Linked DNA regions of Gossypium hirsutum: region 1 is linked to region 2. The links are chromatin contacts, called in public Hi-C maps. All regions are on one chromosome and are shown on one strand. Each heading gives the region's core, a stretch centred on a gene start, on an enhancer-like site or on the middle of the called end of the contact. The rest is flanking DNA. Distances are from core to core; before and after follow the strand shown.

The links. A called contact is a pair of places that touch in the nucleus more often than the background predicts.
Region 1: a contact with region 2 is called in a Hi-C map of leaf, with 2.1 times the contacts expected there. The contact joins the promoter of LOC107910745 here to the promoter of LOC107910749 in region 2. A contact is called at or near these places in 2 of 34 Hi-C or Micro-C datasets (leaf and petal).

Annotation. Positions count from the first base shown.
Region 1 is chrD02:19,199,090-19,201,789 of Gossypium_hirsutum_v2.1, forward strand. LOC107910745 (protein DCL homolog, chloroplastic) reads right to left here and starts at 1,392. Exons shown (of 3, transcript XM_016838721.2): 1 at 939-1,392; 2 at 737-851. The coding sequence starts at 1,300. It overlaps LOC121214657 (a long non-coding RNA gene), which reads left to right. Exons shown (of 2, transcript XR_005910253.1): 1 at 1-422; 2 at 704-1,247.
Region 2 is chrD02:18,399,107-18,401,806 of Gossypium_hirsutum_v2.1, forward strand. LOC107910749 (probable E3 ubiquitin-protein ligase RHG1A) reads left to right here and starts at 1,381. Exons shown (of 7, transcript XM_041087890.1): 1 at 1,381-1,587; 2 at 2,214-2,305.

The sequences.
Region 1 (2,700 bases), core at 142-2,641, 800 kb after region 2:
CAAAAAGAAAAAAAACAAAGTTGAAGGCGACAATCCACCGTACACTTAAGAGAGACTGGAAAACCAAAAGAGAAAAGAGTGGAGAAAACTGAGGCAGAAAGAGAAGTAGAATGAATGCCTTAGTAGAAATCAGAAAATATCCATATCCAAAATAGAAATTACAATGATTGATTAACCTATAATCTTTCTAACTAAAACTAGGCAAGAGGATTCATGAAGTATGTAAATTCAGAAAGAGCTTTGAGCAAGTACAATTGCAGCCTATTTTGCTTCCACAATAGCAATGAGCTAACAAGACAAAAGGGGAAACGGGAAGGCGATGGGGGTGGAATGGGGAATATTGCCATCAGTACAGATTCCAAACCTGCCAAATATCTCCAGCCTAAATTGAAATCCTACAAGGCAGCAACTTCTTCTACTAGGTAGGGGACTCTCACCCACATTTCTAAAAGCCTGTCCCTTCACTCCTTCAGTTTTATTGCATGACTAGATTTGAGCCCGAATTTTAGTGTTTAAATTTATATTTATGCAACTTGATTTCGTCTAGTCCTTTCAGGGGGAAAAAAAAGGTCACATTAGAACTAACACTAAATTATGCAACTAAAATTAAATCGGAAAAAAATTCTGAAAATCCTAAAAAGAAGTATTAGTATAATTTATTTAAATTGTTAAATTCAAGCTTCTAATTATTTATAAATTCCAGTGGTCAAAATGCAGATAAGGTACAGAAACATACAGTAATGTAATCAATTCCACATCCGATTTTCTTCTCAGACTCTGGATGGTAAGGAAGCAACCTCTCCAGAATAGTCTTTTCGTGCTCTGGACTCAATCTATCTCCACTTTCATATCTGCAATAAATTTACAAATTTACAATAAAAGGAAGTATTATGTAATTAGATAATTTTTTTAAAAAGGCAACAAATTAAATTACTTACTTTCCAGAATGAAGAATCATTCTAACGAAACCAACGAGAGGAACAGTGTCCTGTAAAATCCTGTCTTCCCAATCAATCCATTCACCTTTATTTCCTTTTTCCTTACTACCATCCTCTTCTTCTGAAAGTCCGCCACTGTCCTCATCTGGAACTATACTCGGCTTCCTTAACAAATCAGCGCCAGAAGATTCCTGGCTCGTGGTTCTCCCGACGTCGGGGCCGGTCGTCAGCGCGCAAAAACGAACGCGGAGCGACGTTGTTTGGTACAACGGAGAAGATAAGATAACGGAGGAGGAAGAAAAAGAGATAGGGATAAAGGTCCGGTGAAAGTTGGACGGTGATGGCTTTAGACATGAAGCCATAACGAGTGAACTGAGTCAGTGAGTTAACGGTCGCATTACTGTTTTGGCATTGGAAAGGATTATATTAGTTGATAGAAAAGGGTGATATTTATCCAGCTAAGCCCGTTACTAGTTTTTTAAAATTTCATTGAGGGTAAACTTTTTGGATGGTTGATCAAAGAACTATAATAATTAAAAATATTTAATAATCATTAATTTTAACTTAGGTAAATTATTTAAATTTCGATAAGTTATTTTTATTTAATTGTTTAAAACATTTTATTAAAAAATTTATAAACAATACATTAAACAGCCTTTTAAAAGGGCAATTTACTAATAAAAGCCCTTTTTTTTCAAAAATTACTGAAATGGGCCCATTCTTTAATTATTTATCGGAATAGTCCTTTTTCTGTGAAATCGCGTCCACGTCAGCGCCATGTCAGGGTACGCGCCAAGAAATCGCGTCCACGTCAGCAACTCGCGCTGACGTGGACGCGATTTCGCGATTTTTCCAACGTTAGGTTTTTTTGGCTTTTAGGGTTTAGGGTTCAGGCTTTTAAGGGTTTTTAAGTCCTAGAAGAAATAATTTCGAGTTGACGTTTCTGATAAAATAGTATAAAATCGCTTCTAGCAGGATGCTATTTGAGAAGAATTTGTGAAATCGCGCCCTCGTGGACGCGCTTTTGCTACAGTAGGTCACGGAAGAAATAATTATTTTTTTGACGTTTCTGAGCAAATAGTATAAAATCGCTTCTAGCAGGATGCTATTTGTGAATAATTTGTGAAATCGCGGCCTCGTCAGCATGCTTTTGCTATAGTAGGTCATGTACGAAATAAATTTTTTTGACGTTTCTGAGCAAATAATATAAAATCGCTTCTAGCAGGATGCTATTTGAGAAGAATTTGTGAAATCGTGCCCTCGTGGACGCGCTTTTGCTACAGTAGCATGTTTGGGCTGAGGCTATAAATTAGGCAGAAAATGTTCTCAGAATGTATAAGTCACAATAGAAACAATTTAGAGAGGCTAAGAAGGTTAGAGTTTCAAATATGAGTGAACGTATTAGTGCTGTTATTTACTACGATGGTGAGGTTTGCCACACCGAGAATGGTGTTGTTTTTTTGTCGGAGAATACGATGCGACTGGTTTTTAACCAGAACATAGATTTGACAGAACTTCGTAAAAGGATTAGGCGTAAAATTTTTGGAACGACGCCAATGAAAGTTCTGTCTATCACGTATCGGTTTTGTTCTTCTGTTGATCCAGTGACATATGACTCGTTTGACATAAAAGGTGCTCGTAGCTAGGAGGCAATGGTGCAGACTCATCTTGCTAGTGGAGCACCTTATATTGAGTTATATGTACAATTTACATCGCCAACTGATGTACCAGTGACCGGTGTTGGAGATGTATACACCACCCT
Region 2 (2,700 bases), core at 131-2,630:
TTTCAAGTATAAAAAAATTAGGCATTGTCAACCCATTTCAGTGTTAATTAATAAAGAATTTTAGTGCTTGCTTTAAGTGGTTTTCTGTATTTAAAACTATTTTTGCCTTGTTGAAGATTTGGATTAAGTTTGGCATTTGTTCCATCAAAATTATGCTCTGGACCCAACTTCTGTCTGGTTGTCTGTCATTAACCCCAAGCCTTAGGCCGCCTCATCTTTTCCTTATTTTCTATGTTCCCGAATCGAATACGTGTTCCTTTCGCAATATAAAACTACTTCCTTTGTAACTCCCTTCACATTTTTCCAACATCCTTGGTTCTAATTCTGTGGGCACAACCATTTTGGTTACTTCATTATCTTGCTCAAAAGTGTCTTATTCATTTTCCCCTCAAAACCAGTGAAAAACAGGGAGATGAAACTTGGGTCATACTGTCACATAGCTCCCTTTCAATTAATTGATTTCAATCACTCCCATAACCCCACCATTCAGAAAAAGGCTTTAAAGAGAGAAGAGCTTGTTTTGAGTAAAAATATCATGAGGGTTCTCAATTAGGAAATAAATTACATTTTGTCTCTTTTACTTTAAAAAATTAAATATATTTGTCTCTATATATTAATAAAAAAATAAGTTAATTCTTTTAGTTAAAAATTACATTAATTTATACAGTTAAAAACTGATATTCCTCATAAAATAATTGAATAATGATATGTAATATATCACATATAACTCATATTAATATAGATGAATCAATTTTAATAGTAGAAATAAATAAAATTTTTAATAAAAATAATTAATTTATTTTTTAATTTAATATTAATAGATTAATTTATTTATTTTTAAGTAAAAAAATTAAAACATAATCTTACTCGTACTCCATGATAATTTTAGAGGTTGTTTTGTCACTGGGGGTTAATTGCTAAACAGGCACAGCTGCACACTTTGCCCTCAACTGACTCACCTTTCCATTAAAAATTTATAACCAGCGCATCATTCCAACTAGCAAGCATTCCCTCTTTTTAACAAAAGTCAAATCACCTTCCTCTCATTATTATTATTATTATTATTATTATTATTTCTATGTTTTTTTCCCTTTTTGAAATTAGTGCATAATGTCCAAGTTTTTATATAGTGTGTTGGCTACACATGTAGGTGATAGCCAAGTTTCTAATATTCGCTATGAAGGTTAGGGAATATCATCATTCATCAATATTCAATACTTATCTTATTAATCAACTTTCAGTGCAAGATCTTAAACGATCTGGTTGTGTAAGCAGAACCCATATGTCCAAATGGCCACATTAGTAGGATACAAAAAAGGTAAAGAAAAGCAAACACCTTTGAGCTTTTAAGAGAAGAAAAAAGCTAAAACAAACGGTAGAATAAGCTTAGAGGAAAGAGGCCCCCCACCCCACCCCACGATGGAGAAATGAACGGCAAGAGAAATAAAGGAAGTTTGGGGGGCAAGAATCTGCAAAACTACACTCATTGTGTTCAAATTTTCGCACCTCTTTTAAGCAAAGCAATCATATTTATGTGCATAACTGATATGCACCGATGCCCCCAGACATATTCCACCTGCAATACAAGTTATTGCCCCTCATCTCAAGATAGTGCCTTATTTTTATTTGTCTCATTTTTTTCTTTTAAGTAATAACTTGCAAATCATGGATACATTGATTCTTTTTCCGTTTTTTTTTTTCATTTGAAAAACATGTGATGGAGAAAAGAAAGAAACAGATTCCATCTATTAGGGGGGAGGGATAATAGTCAAAATTTATACTCTCAGATTCACAAAAGCAATCAGATATTTTAGGTGTTTATAGGAATAAAAAAGGTAAGAAAATCTGAAAGTTCATTCAAGTAGTATCCCTATTAAAACTATAACAATGCCACGTTTGTGTTGAACAGTTTTACATGTCATGCATGTTCTTGGGGTCACAAATAAAAAAGGTTGCTGAGGAGGTGAGAAAGAAAGAGATGCATGTGGAGGGGTGAAAGAGGGCTAAAGAGAAGGGAAGGTGAGGGGTGCAAGTGGAGGTGCTTGGCGCGAAAGTGATGGAAACAAAACAAAACAAAACAAAACACGCGGTTGGGGTTTAGTGTTTTGTGGGGCTTAGCCTACGAACCGCATTGGGGGACGGGGTCTTAGAGGTTTGTGAGGGGAGAAAGGGTTGTTTTTTCTTTACTAATATATATATTTTGCATTTTGCAGAATCTAATAGGAAAAGAAAGATTGACATGAAAACCATTTGGTAAGCGGCTGAATAGGACCCCTTTGCCTAGTTGTTGCTGTTGCTGCTGCTGGTATTTATTACTGTATTTGTCTTTATTGCTTTTTGTTATTCAATTCTTTGTTAGGATGCTGCTCTTTATGACCTTTGCCTAGACTCATTTCCTTCTCTTCCTTATTATCGCTCTTTTTCGTTGTGGTTATTTGGTAAAATTACAGATTATTGTCCACTTTTAATCTCTCTCTTTGTTTCTTACATTTCGTATTTGATTTAATATTTCAAAGATCTTCTGTCTTGCTCCTATTGTTGGGTTTTCTTTTCATCTCTCTCTCTCTCTCTCTTTCTTTCTTGAGAAAGGAGAGGTTAATAGCTCAAGACAGCTTTTTTTCATCCGGGTTTTGTGGTATAGTCCTTTTATCTTCTTGTTAAGAGTCTTTTAGATTGATCAAGAATTCAAGGTCTTTCATT